2 separate regions of the Hordeum vulgare genome follow, and region 1 is linked to region 2. Evidence: chromatin contacts called from public Hi-C data. All regions are on one chromosome and are shown on one strand. Each heading gives the region's core, a stretch centred on a gene start, on an enhancer-like site or on the middle of the called end of the contact. The rest is flanking DNA. Distances are from core to core; before and after follow the strand shown.

Region 1 (7,460 bases), core at 4,899-7,398, 150 kb before region 2:
TAGTAGTAGCGGATCTTATCCTCACTAGTGAAAAGGGTGGCTATATCGTGTAGTTTGATAAGATGGGCTACGACCGTCTCAGACTCATAATCGTGGAAAGGATCAGATTCGACTAGAGACATTATCTCAGGGTCTACAGAGAATTCATAATCCTCATCGGTGATAAAGATAGGTGAAGTGGCAAACTTTGGGTCGTATTTCATCCTAGCTTTCAGAGATTTTTCCTTCCACTTGAGAAGTAATTTCTCAGCGTCATAGGCATCCTTACACGCAAGAAAATCCTCAGCTATCTCTCCCCCCATAACATAACCCTCAGATATATCAGGTAATTCATATCTAGGAGAGCTAGATCTAGCAGGAGCAAAAGCAGGTTCTATCTCAATAGTATGAGTAGTTTCAGAAGCATCACGAGCATTGGCAGTAACTCTAGCAATATGAGCATCAAGGAATACCCCTAGTGGCATATCATGCAAAGTGGTATCTCTAGCAGTATCAAGCATAGCATCATGAGGAAAAATAGCATCTCTAGCATCATCAGGCAAAGCAGTATCAAGCATAGCATCATCAGGCAAAATAGCATCTCCAGCAGTATCAGGCATAGCATCTCTAGCAGTATGAGGCATAGCAGCATCATAAGCATCATCAAGCACAGGCGACATATCAAGATTTCTAGCAGGAGGTGATGTCGCAAACTTACTCATAACTGAAGGTGAATCAAGTGCAGAGCTAGATGGCAGTTCCTTACCTCCCCTCGTAGTTGAGGGCAAGACTTTGGTTTTTGGATCTTTCAGATTATTCATAGTGATCAGCAGATATAAATCCCAAGTGACTCAGAGAATATAGAAATCCTTCCCCGGCAACGACGCCAGAAAAATGTTGCTGACGTGCAACTATTCCTGACTTGATGCCTCCCCCGCAACGGCGCCAGAAAAATGTTGCTGACGTGCAACTATTCCTGACTTGATGCCTCCATGGCAACGGAACCAGAAAAGAGCTTGTCCCCGTTGCTCAACAATTAGCAATTGTCTTGCAATGGCCCACCAGCGTGTGGGTTCGCGACAGTTTTTAAGCATAGAGTATTCAACCCAAATTTGTTGGTTCGCGCGACGGGAAGTGAAAGAATATTCTCAAGTATTAGCAGCTGAATGTGTCAAATTCAACCACACCTGAAAGATTAGTATCTGCAAGCAAAGTATCAGCAGCAAAGTAGTATGATAGCAACGGTGCCAGAAACGATCTGTTGACAAGGCAGACTATTCCTAACTGTTGTATCAATGGCGCCAGAAAAGTATTGTAGCAGGTAGCAGCAGTGTAACGAGTAACGGCAGTGGCAAGGAACAACAGTAGTGACAGCAGTAGCAAGTAGCAACAGTAGTAACAGCAGCAGAAGGACAAAGCGAGTAACAGTAGCAGCAATAGTAGGACAAACTCGTAGGCAATGGGTAGGCGATTCGTCGGGTGACATTCATCATGCAACAGTTATAACACGGAGAGATATGTGGCTAGCTCCGTCAATGTGATGTAGGCATGCATTCCGTGTGTCGTCATACGTGCTTAGGGAAAAGAACTTGCATGACATCTATTGTCCATCCCTCCCGTGGCAGCGGGGTCCAAATGGATACTACGGGATATTAAGGTTCTCCTTTTAATAAAGAACCGGACCAACGCATTAGCACTTGGTGAACACATGAACTCCTCAAACTATGATCATCACCGGGAGTGGTTCCGGTTATTGTCACTCCGGGGTTGCCGGGTCATAACACATAATAAGTAACTACAACTTGCAAGATCGGATCTAAAACACACATATATTGGTGATAACATAATAATTTCAGATTTAAAATCATGGCACTCGGGCCCTAGTGACAAGCATTAAGCATGGCAAAGTAGTAGCAACATCAATCTCAGAACATAGTGGATACTAGGGATCAATCCCTGTCAAAACTAACTCGATTACATGATAAATCTCATCCTACTCATCACCGTCCAGCGAGCCTATGAATAGATTACTCACGAACGATGAAGAGCTTCATGGAATTGGACAGGGAAGAAGGTTGATGATGACGATGGCGACGATCTCCTTGATCCGGAGCCGAAAACGGACTCCAGATCTGCCCTCCAGATGAAGAACAGGATGTGGCGGCGCCTCCGTATCGCAAACGCGATGAAATCTTCTCTTCTGTTTTTTTTTTTTGGATGAAAGGGAATTTATAGAGCTGAGTTTGGGGGCGGCAGAGCCACGTGGGCCCCACAAGCTTGGTTGCCGCGGCCAGGGGGCGCGGCGACAGGGCTTGTGGCCCACTGGCCCGTCCCCTTCGGTGGATCTTTGCGCAGGTATTTTTCATATTTTTCAGAAATATTCTCTGTAAATTTTCAGGGCGTTCCGAGAACTTTCATTTCTACACAAAAATAACACCATGGCAATTCTGCTAAAAACAAAGTCAGCCCGGATTAGTTTCATTCAAATCATGCAAATTAGAGTTCAAAACAAGGGCAAAAGAGTTTGGAAAAGTAGATACGATGAAGACGTATCACTCATCTACACAACAGGGCAAAAGCACGCACAAAAATACAGTTCAAGACCCAATAAGGCACGTCCCAATAGATGGACCTTGCCAGTTATTTCCAAAAGCCAAGTCATCCAACCTTCATGCACCTCCTCTTCACCCGAGCACCAAACTCCCCTCGCCTGGTGCCGCCTCCTCAACCGATCCATCGCCTATCGTCACCAGGTGCCGTCGTAGCCAAAGTCGGAGGCCTCCAAACTATGATGCTCGCCTATTCTCGCCCGATGTTGTCGCAGCCATCGCCAGAGGCCTCCAAACTGTGATGTTGCCTCTGTTCGCCTCGTGCTGTCACAACCATCGTCGGAGGCCTCCAAACTGTTGTCGTCTTTCCTCGTCGGGTGTTGTCGCAGCCATCGCCGGAGGCCTCCTAATTGCATCTGATCCACCTCCCATCTGTGCTGGACAGATCCTCGCCTCATACGCGCATCTTCCCAGGTAAACCTGACATTTTCATTCATGCACGGTCCTCTTCACCTATTTCTTGTTGTTTTGTAGCTGCCAAGTTATATGTCTTCCTCACGCTCCGGGTTGGTCATCCTTAAACCTTCAGCAAAAAATAAGAGTTAGGTATTAAAATCTACGTACTTGTCAAAAGGAATTACTGTTTACAGGAAGCCCCTGGTAGGATAAAAAAATACGCTTACATATCTTCAGTGCTTCCTGTAGCTAAACGACCATTTCATCAATTTGGTGCCACATTCACTTTACAATGGTTAGATACAACATTCTAAAGCATGTAAATAGCACTCCTTAATTATTTTCTATAGAACTACCATGCTCTGACTTGTAAAACTGCAACCAATGTTTGATTAATGTAAGTAGTAAGAACAAGTATTGCAATTGAATAGTCACAAATTGGCAGAAATGTCTTCTAGATCAAACTAAATTAGAGTATATGCTCGGGTCATACCCTGATTTGGCTAGCCATTATAGGATCAGTTGACTCATGATTGAGTAGGGCATGGGTGTCATAGGAGAGGGGATGGAAGGAAAACGAGGTCATCTTCCATCCCTAAGGCACTGATTGATTGAATATGATAATATGAAAGTGAGGTGGTTGATCCAACAATGTCGAAACAGTAAAGATCTGCTTGGAAGAATTTGGATGTTTTAATCATGAGTTATCAGGCTATGTCATCCAGGGCCCACAAAAACAACATGTGTTTTCCTCATCTATAAAATATGTGATTCCAAATCAATTTGAGGATTTGAAAAATGAGCACCGCGATATAGTATTTTTTTTCCCAAAATAGGATGCTATTTTGGCTACAAGTACAGAACAAATTCTTCAAAGAAAAAAAGCCTTGAACGTGGAGCGTGTCGAGTAAGTGACTGTCAAACTTACCGGTCAAAAAAGCATGCGGCGGCTGTCAAGGGGACAAGAGTCTTCCCCTTATCAGCAGTTTGCTCTGCACTGTCAAAATCTTCTTGTTTACCAGTCCTGGAAAAACATACCAACCGCAAAACGGACCTGTCAGTAGCTTCAGAGACATCCATAATTTAACCGATGAGAAGATGGCAACAACTACTAACTAGAGAATGGTAAAAGGTTTCAGGGTTTCCTCGTAGAACTGAACCTTGGCATTGCTTTTGCTAACTACTAGATTAGGAAGTATATATTCTTCTTGACAATTTCCTTGACCAGATTATCTGCAACAATCGCCATTTATCCTAACCTAAACAAACAAATCAACCAATGAATAAGAAGCCCACCAGAAAAAAGGAGACGTGGTATAGCCAGATTGTTGGGGGGGTAGGGGGTAAATGTCAATGTTGTGAGTCAATTATCTTCAATTCACACGCTTCGAAACACTATTAATTTTCATTGTTGTGCGGACCAATATAGCAACATCTAGATGAAGAAAAAATTCAATAGCTTCAATGGACCATGATGATTCGAACATCTGATGAATGAAGTTGCATATTTCTGCCCAGAAGAAGGATCGAATATCCTTGGTGCATCTGATTAAAATATGTCATAGGACAGAGGTCATCTATATGATAAAGGTAAAAGAGGTATGTATATGTCAATCAAACAAGTAATATGTCACAGGACAGAGGTCATCTATACGATAAGCTTTCTGAATTTAGCCTACACTAATCTTATCAGTTGTTGAAGATAAGAGGAAAAGAGACCACTCCCGACCACACAACATCTATCATCTGGTTTATTCATACACGAAATATCAAACACCATCAACAACAGTGATATGTCTTCTGATGACGACGACGATGATGTGCCCAGCCAGCTGGCTAGAATACTTTCGACCGCTAGTCATCTCATGCCATTTCAGCCAAGAGAGCGTGCTTAAGAAACCTCAAACGGTATTACCCTTTGACGTGGCTTTTATCCCCATTAACTTTTTACATTTTTTATACCAAGAAAAGCCACTAGATATGCTCGAATTGCATCACTTCAAGGAACACAAAGCTTCCAGCAAGGTTCCTTGCAGCAGCATCTATCTCAGTTGTTAACAACCATGCTGCTGATATGAAAGAAATTAGAAGCAAAACAGAGTAAGTGATGGAGGCATATTTACTTAAGCCGATATATGTCATGCCATGCCTCATTGAATAGGTTCAGCTAAACTGGTTAATAGAGAAATGACTAAAACTCACTTTTTCGGTTCTCCCGAAACTAAGTTGTACTTATTCTGTCCCTAACAAAACTAATGCTTATCCCGCGATTTTTACGGTATCCATTTTTAGGTGCTTATAGACCTTTAAATGAATTTAGGAGAAACCGAATTGGGAAAAGTTCTGAACCCAAACATCAATAAGAAAACTTTGATACTCTTCTAAAAGAAATTTAAGCCTAACCATATGTTGATACTAATAGTTTACATCTAGCTCACCTATGAACCTTGTATATACAAGGGAGTTGAAATCTAAGTGAAAGATTTGTACTTGACCTCCAAGATCAAACTCACCGGCTGTGCCAATCCAATACAACTTCCAATGGATGACGCGAAGGGAGAGGAGAGGAGTCCCTGACAAAGTAATATCCGTGGTCACCCTGAACCTGATGCAGAGGGAGGAAAACAGTGGCAGGGCGACGAGGTAGCCTGCAGATTGAGGAGCTAGGTGGCGAGGAGAAGTTGTCGGCGTCATGGTGCAACACGGGATCCACTCCAGGCCGATCTCCGCCCATCTGGGCGAACACGCCTTGGGACAGGGTCACCGGGACGCAGAGCCCGATACCGCGGGCACATGGGACAGATCCCACCTCGCCTTGCACGGTGCGCCAGTCACCGGGCGTAGCCACCATCAGTTTCGAACCGGCATGGCGCCGGTGCAGCGGGGGATGGATGGGGGGCCGACCGGTGGATGTCGCCACCCATACTGTGCGCGTGTCAATGAGAGCATCGTCCCACGGATCTCGCCGGATAGTAGGGAGTGAGGTTTAGCGGCTCCCGAGGGTGCAGCTAGCCGGGAGGGAAGTGTGGGTGTAGGGCGCGGAGTGGGAAGTGGGCGGAGCCGCAGAGGTGGGTGCTTAGCGCTGGCGCAGCCAATGGCTGCACAGGTGGGTGTCTCGCGGGAGGGCAGTAGGGTGAGCGGTGGTGAGGGAAGAAGTGACACAATGAGAGTATTGTGTAGTTACGACTGTAGAATTGTAGTATTTCTGACTTGACTATAGATCCAAAACTGCTCCACACGCTAAAAACCGTCTTTTTCCCACGGGATACGCAACAGAAAATCCTGCAAAATAATGCGTTCAAAAAAATATTAGCACATGCGCTATTTTTTAGCGCTATTGTACGTTACTAGCAAAAGGACCCGTGCATTGCAACGGGAGAAAAAAAATTATAATCTACAATGGTGCTGATCATATTATGTTTTTAAAATTTTAGGACATTTCTTAAAATGCATGAACATTTTTTGAATTAGCAAACATTTTTTCAATTGCACTCAAAAAATAACAGACAAATTCTTTTTCAAAATCCTGGACTTCTATTGTTTTCACCAACATTGTTCTCAAAATTATGAACATTTTTCTGAATATGCGAATATTTTTACAAAAATTATGAACATTTTTGAATTCACAAACGTTTTATATTTTCTTCAAACTTTTATTTCAAAATTCCCAGTTTTATAAATTGCAAAAGTTTTTCAAAGTTTTAGATTATTTAGACTAAAAATGGAACAGAAAAATGAAAATAAAAAATGAGACTAAAAACAGAGGCACGAACTGTTTTTAAGATTTTTACACGAACTTTTGTTTAAAATCGTTGACTTTTTTATTTTATGGACATTTTCTCAAAGTTTAAACATTTTTTTATAAACAAATATTTTTTTAAACTCGACAGTAGTTTTTGAATTCTTAAAAAATATTTTTTTGAATATTTTATTTTGAAATTCTCAGTTTTTTAAAATTGAGAAAAGTTGTTTGAAGTTCTAAATTATTTAAAGTAGAAAAACAAAATGGAACTGAAAATAAAAATTAAAAACTAAACTAAAAAAACAGACGCCCACGCATGGGCCAGCCCAAACAGGTGTGCTGCATCTTTTTCCAACACCCAGACCGTAATATAGGAGGTGCCTACATGGGCCGGCCCAGTCCGGATATTTTCATATTTGAAACGTTTTTTATGACTTATAGGTGGCATTGGTGGGTAATTTTAGTCAACTTTAAGGACAATTTGGATGACGTACGGAAAAAGCACTATTTGATTTATTAGTAGGTAAAGATAAAATTTGGACGTTGGACCATATTTTTCATAATTTGCACTCCTCTTTTTCCTGGACGCATGTTTATATGCATTTGGAAAAGAGAATCGTTTCCCACCCGCGCGTCGGTCGCCCCCTGGCGCGCGCGAGCCTTGCAACATATTTTCCATCCGCGCGCTTCTTCGGTCAATGGATGCAACACTTTTCGTCTAAATATGTTGCAAC
Region 2 (7,202 bases), core at 525-3,024:
GAAAATCCTTCCTATCCAAATCATTTCTGTCTTCTTCAAAAATCTCTATATGGTCTCAAACAAGCTCCACAAGGCTGGTTTCAACGTTTCTCTTCTTTCATACAAACGATAGGTTTCACTTCTTCCCTTTTTGACACTTCTCTCTTTGTGTACCACCACAATTCTGAAACTGCCTACCTCCTTCTCTATATAGATGATATCATTCTCACAGCATCTTCTCAAACCTTTTTAGATCACATTATTACCCTTCTTCGTTCTGAATTCTATATGACTGATCTTGGTATTCTTCATCACTTATTGGGCATTCTCGTTCTTCGTGATTATTCTGGCCTTTTTCTTTCCCAATGTAAGTATATTCTTGATCTTCTTAATCGTGCTGGTATGCTTGACTGCCAGTCCTCTTGCACTCCTGTCGATACCAGTTTCAAACTATCAGCTGACGGTGAACCTTTTCATGATCCTACTATGTAACATAGTTTAACCGGGCTCTCCAATATCTCACTATCACTCGTCTTGAAATTTCCTTTGCTGTTCAATAAGCATGTCTCTATATGCATGATCATGTCAAACGTGTTCTTAGGTATTTGAAAGGTACTCTTGATCATGGTCTTCACATCAATAAGTTCATTCCTCATTTTCTCACCCCATACTCTCATGCAGATTGGGCTGGTTATCCAGACACTCAACAATCCACATTTGGATTTTGTGTTTTTCTATAAAATTTGATTTCTTGGTCCTCGAAAAGACAGGTTACGGTCTCCCGCTCGTCCACTGAAGCCGAGTACCATGCTGGGGCACATGCTGTTGCAGATATTATTTGGCTTCGTCAGTTGTTCTCAGAATTGCGTCGACCGATTGATCAAGCTACTATTGTATATTGTGATAATATTTCAACCGTTTACATGTCTAGGAATCATGTTCAGCATCGCCAGAACAAACACATTGAGACTGATATTCATTTTGTTCGAGAGAAGGTGGCTCTTGGGCAGGGACGAATTTAGGAGGGGAGGGGGCGAGGGGGGCTAGCCCCCCCTAACAAATTGATTCTTCTACTAGTTGTTACAGCCAAAAAAATCACTTCATATGAACTTTGCCCCCTCTATGCATGAATGTCGGATCCGTCCCTGCTCTTGGACAAGTTCGGGTGCTTCATGTTCCTAGTACGGCTCAATTTGCTGACATCTTCGTTAAAGGACTTGATACTACGCCATTGCAAGACATCTGTTTCATTCTCAATGTCATCGAGCCTCCCGTTGGTACTGCAGGGATGTTAGACTATTTCTTGGATCTCAAGTTTCTTATTCTAAGTTGATTTGTACCATTATATATAGCCATATACACTGTACCAAATAATCAATAAGCAATAATTTTATTCATCTACCAATAACGAGTTTTTGACGCGAGGCAACGACGACGAGCTGCGACAGCGATGCATGGCGGCAACGGCGAGCCGCAACGGTGGACGGGCATTCACGAGAGCTGAGGCATCGCGAGTCGACGAGCAAAGCACGGGCGCGTGGCGCCGGCAACGCGTTTCATGCACGTGCTGCCGGACAACGGAGTGCTTGCGAGGCGACGACAGCGACTTTCCACGGCACGAACCGCGACGAGGGACAGGAAATTCACGGAAGCTAGGCGCCGCGAGTCAACTAGCAAAGCTCCAAAGGACGACAACGACAGCGCGTTCAGTTTTTGCATGCGTTTAGTGGGTTCCGTTTTGCATGACTCCACCACTGAAAGGAGGCAACTCCAACATTTACTAATGGACGAATCCAGCTGACGCGGGAGGGCCGGTGGAGCAACTCGGCCGGTGGACCGGCGCTGAGTAGCGCTCAAAAAGAAAACGGGGCGAGAGACTTATGTGTGATATGACGACCACAACCTCACCCACTTAAGCTGGCACATTAGTTGCGCGTGTTTTAAGAATGGTTTCATATGATTGAACAATATCCGTATATTTATCTCTCGAAAACATACTTGAATCATACCAGTTTAATGTCGTTTTCAGTCCAATCAAAACTGAATCCATTATTTTTTCACTCAAACCAATTTAAACTCAATACATGACCATGAATTTAAACCCAGTACATGACTATGAGTTTGCTTCAATGTACATATAATTGCATCGAATTGATATGTTAAAAAGCAAATGAGATAGAAAAGGCATAAGTACATCTACAACAGTTTAACAACAAAATTATCTTTGAGATATAGTCAGCACACAGCAAGAGGCAAAAAGAAAATGCCCACGACTGAAAAGCTCATTCACAAGTGTATTAAAACCAAATTGCTTAGCCAAACACAAGCCAACACTTGCGATTTTTATTTGGTGTTTCTTCATAATACAAAATTACATAGTGCATTACAACATGCACGCGGATCAAAGATCATCGTTCTCCGTCGTCATTGGTTATTGCACATAACCAATGCCTAGAAACCGGTTTGGATCCATAGTTTATAACCGCTAATAATCAAATTATCATAACCAACTATACCCAAACTGGTTTCTTCACAATACCCAAATCAAAACAAAACTAAAAAAACTCAGTCCAATAAAACGTGAACCAATCAAACCTAAAGTAAGAACCGACGTGTCAAACCTCGTCTTTATGTCCCATTCACCTCAAAATAGAAGAATTAGAGAGTGGCGCGGTGTCACCAAGTAAGGGATTCTACACAAGTGGGCTGGCTGACAAAGACATAAAAACAGTCCAGTATTTACACAAACCCTTAGAAACCAGGGTGACACGATAGAGTATCAACTATACCCAAACTAGTTTCTTTACAATACCAAAACCAAAACCAAACTAAAAAAACTCAGCCCAATAAAACCTGAACCGATCAAACCCAAAGTAAGAACTGGCGTGCCAAACCTCGTCTTTATGTCCCATTCAATCCAAAATAGAAGAGTTAGAGAGTGGCACGGTGTCAGCAAGTAAGGGATTCTGCACAAGTGGGCGGGCTGACAAAGACATAAAAACAGCCACACAAATATAAACCAGGGTGACACGGTAGAGTACTAGTGTTATTGTACTAATGTTTTGATCCCTGAACGATCTGCAATTACACATCAAGCAGTATCGCTGTTATTGCATCAGCTGAGGTAATCACCACACGGAGTCTAACTAAAAAGTACAATAACCAGTCCACACGGAGTCTAACTGGGTTCCTCTAGAGCATGAAATGATTTGACATTGTGATATACATATGTTTCTGCAAATCTGTCTCCTAAATACCTGCAGAATCTGTGCCAGGGCAGGGTTTGAGCATGGAATCCAGTCCCTCTGCACCATTGGACTGCAGGACCTTCGAGGTAAGATACTGCAAATTCAGTTCTCTGCTCCAAGGGAGTTCTTTCTGTGTCAAAATACTACTAAATTGTTCGTATCCAATGTTCTTTGTCATCTCCCTCAAATTCAGGTGTGTTCAGCTTTTTATGTTTAACTGAAACAATGCCTCTTCTCATATCTTGAGGACTGTTAACTCCAGTTCTAGTTTGTTTTTGACCACTCATCATCTTTTGATGGAGCTTTAAGGACTGTCTTCTCATCTCTTGAGGACTGTTAAATCCATTGTCAGGAGCTTCCTCTTCAGACAAGTATTGGGGGTTGTCCACTCTCTTTGGTTTCAACTCCAGTTTGTTGTTGACCATAATGAGGGTGTCTATAAGGCACCCTAGTGGTCTGCTCCACTGGATTGTCTCTACCCATCAGCTCAGGTATAACAGCTGTGACACTACCTGGAGGTCCAGGAGCTGCCTGGTTGATGCTCCCTTGACCCGGAGAAATAGCTACGTCTTTGCTGTGTCCAGCTCCATCAGGTGTTCCTGGAAGAAAAGGATCCTCTGGTCGTTTGGCCAGGTTTGCTGTTCTGCAAAAGACCTGTCAAAACTGCTCTGTATCTTGGAGAAACTGCTCTCCAAGTTAACAAAGCTGGTGTTTAGAGAAACAGTGAATTATTGGAATTCTTTGTCAGCAATACGTTGTTGCTGTAAGGTCTGAACATCCAGCTGCAAGGATTTGAGCTCTAGCAGTCTAATGTCTTGCGAATCGCTGCGGTGCTCCATGATTCAGAGAGGTTTTACAGAAAGCAGAGAACTTTCTTACCCGCCTGAAGGTGATCAGAAAGAAACAGGGGGAAATTTAGGGCCACCAAGTGGCAAGTAGACCTGTGTGTCCCGATCTTGCCGTTGCCGTTCGCCGCCGCCAACGCCCCCCGTCTTCAGTGCACTGGAGAGGCTGGGTGGGTAGGGTTTACGACAGGAGAAGTGTTCTTCGGCAACCACTCCCAACGCCTAACTTGCACTAAAGCTGTCTACCGCCACCGATCGCCGCCTGAACACACCGGCGCCGGGATTGGAACGAGAGGGGAAGCATTTCACTGGCGAGCCGAACTTTCCTTCATCGTCCAATCCAATCGCCGCCAAGGAGGGTTGGCTCTGATTACCAATTGACAGGACCAGAGGAGAACATCTCAGAGATTTCAGTGGATTTAGAGAGGGCTAGCCCCGAATCAGGGAGGAAACTAGCTAGGTTCTATTACAAAGGGGAAATTAGGCCAACCACTCTTGTGGCGTCTAGGGTTACAACCCGATTACAATCGATGCCCTCAGGCGAGAGTCGCTCGGCTTTCTATATAGCCATGGCTGTCTGAAGTAAAAAAGCAAAAGAACAGCAAGCACAGTAAAAAGTGTAAAAGGGTGCCAGCTCAGTGATTGAATGACGGCTGTCGGATGAAGATCGTGCATCGTCCGCTTCCTCTCGTCAGGGATGCACGTACTGGTTCACAGGCTTCATCTGGGGCGTCGATACTTGATCTAGCGGCTATGAGGCTTGTCGGATGATGAATAGCTAGCTGAAGAAGAACTGGGCCTGACATTTTTAAGGTTGCAAGCTCCCCAAGTCAGAACAAAATAAAAAATGTGGCTTGATCATCTATTTCCAGGGAAACAACATGACATGCATATTTAAGGATCCATTTGTAACAAAGAATCAAGTTTATAACGAATGGATGGCGAAAATGAGTGAACTCTAACAAAGTAAGATTACATCACTAATAGTGTTGAGGTGGAGAAACCTCACCGGCTGACATCACTAGAGGGAGCTCAAGTGGGTGTTGGAACTACATGCGCCGCCATGGAAGTTCTATGCACCGGAGAGCAGTCCCAGCGTTGTCACTTCAGCCTTTTACCCTGCAAACACGGTCAGACTACTCCTTCCCGAGCCGCTGCAGGAAGAAGGTGATACTCAACGAACACATGCTTTTTGCCGTAAAATGTAAAGATTTCCCATCAAATACTAAATTACAAATTTTAGATTAACATGTTTTACTGTAAAATGCAAAACAGAGCAGAAACACCTTAAAACTCAATGCCTGGAATAACCTGCCAAAATATAACAACCAAAGGCAAATACTTGCATGTACAACATAAACTATCCGGCTTAAAGTATGATAAAACTCATGATACTCTCTTGCTCCAATCGATCAGATCATCGGCATCATCAGGTGCTGGCTGCCCCGCAGCAGCCGCAAGCTCAGGCTCAGCTTTGTGCCTGCACAATTAGCATCAAAGGAAAATCAGCAATTCATTCATCCATTGAACCAGAACGCTAAACCTGAGGCTGAGATCTACACCACAATCCCAGTATTAGACAAGTAAAACGACAGAAAACAGAACGATCCACTTACTGTTGCTGCATTGCCACGTCGAAGGTCACTTCTGGAGGCTTAAGGGCCACTGATTCAACAAAGGGGATGTTAGCATCACTGTCACCGTCTAAGACATTATGTACAACAAAATATAACAAGCAAAGGCAACTGCTTGTCGAGTCGATTTCAGTATGAGGAGCAATGGAAACCCTCCAGGATCCAGTATCATCAGCAGCCGTTGAGTCAGTTTCATGAACAACAATGCAAACCCTCCTGGATCCCAAGATATGCCCAGATGGTAGATGCTATCCAGATATGGCATAATCTCATGGGGTATAACTCTACACACATCAAGTTCAGGAAGCTCACTTGTTAGACTGCCACTGGAACTAGACAGGCCATAGTCATTTGTTGCTATGGATGGACCATCAAGTTCAGATTTTTGTTGAGAAAACCTGCTCAGACTATGGCAAGGGAAGTAGGAGCCGATAATCTGAAGGAGGAGCAATTCTATGGCAGTAGTTCCTAATCCCTTTTCTTTGGAATTGGAAGAGTGCACAACACAGATAGAAAATGGAATGTGTGCAGCCTGGACTAGCACATCAATGGTTATAGTACCTGACCGTTGCATCACTCTTACATCAAGGTTGTAGCTCATCCTGTTGTAATAGAGTAGTGCTAGATAACAACATATGCAAATCCACAGGTTTGCGCCAGTACCTACCCTTGTTTCCTCGGAATTTAATGGAAAACTAGCAGTTGGCATTCCTGTGACAACCGCTAGCGTACAAACAGTGCAGTCACGAACAGGAGAATGGCACGGAGATAAGCTGATTTTTTGGCCCACGCCCATGTGATCCTTCAGTTTCAAGCTTCGTGCATCTTGTACACCACATTGCACAGGAAGCAGCCCATAGATACTCCACGAAAACAAAGTGCTCATTTGATGAACTAGCAAACCCAAACTCATTTCCAGAAACTAGCTTGTTACCTTGCACCAACGAGATACTCCCATGAATAATTTGGCGGACCAGATACTTGGTGTTCCGATACCTTGTGATGCATGTCACTCCAGAACAGAACCAGGTAGATAAGGAATTTTCAGAGACGAGAGAACCACGATACAAGAATGTCGTCTTGCTGATTGCCAATAAACTGTAGCTCCATTAAGTGGCCCCAGATATTCACACAAGGAAACATCCATTCCTTTAGTTCTGACTTAACAATTGTCCAAGATTTTTCTCTTTTTGTGCATGTTTGTTTGTTCTTGTACTAGTGAAAATTCACTAGTAAGGTTCGGCACCAAGGAAACCTTCGGTCAAGCACGCACTTGCAAGAACTTGCTTGCTCACTTGGATAGAACACAGACCATTGCAGTATCGTGTATGCAGGAGGAAGTATGGATGTGTTACAGAAACCATTAGCACAAATAGGAAAATTACTCAACCCTGTCATATCAGAAAGAACCGGGAGTTAAAGCTTCAAACAAGGCCATGGTAGGAACTCCATTAAAGTGACAATCAAAGTCTGAAACTGAGTAGGGAGATGCCATT

The links. Hi-C and Micro-C count contacts between places; a contact is called where the count stands out from the background.
Region 1: a Hi-C map of leaf shows a contact between it and region 2, with 3 times the contacts expected there. The contact joins the promoter of LOC123444188 here to the enhancer-like site in region 2. A contact is called at or near these places in 3 of 6 Hi-C or Micro-C datasets (leaf and seedling) and 1 of 1 datasets of contacts at active chromatin or transcription factors (embryo).

What each region holds. Positions count from the first base shown.
Region 1 is chr3H:447,942,863-447,950,322 of MorexV3_pseudomolecules_assembly, reverse strand. It overlaps LOC123444188, which reads right to left and starts at 6,148. Exons shown (of 3, transcript XR_006630958.1): 1 at 5,498-6,148; 2 at 3,913-4,243; 3 at 2,482-3,111.
Region 2 is chr3H:447,790,018-447,797,219 of MorexV3_pseudomolecules_assembly, reverse strand. No RefSeq gene overlaps it. Among protein-coding and RNA genes, the nearest start is that of LOC123440125, 76 kb to the right of the region's middle. Within about 2 kb of position 1,774, at least 2 of the 3 cell types and tissues checked have open chromatin away from gene starts, as enhancers often do. A contact at or near this core is called in leaf, where this site is marked.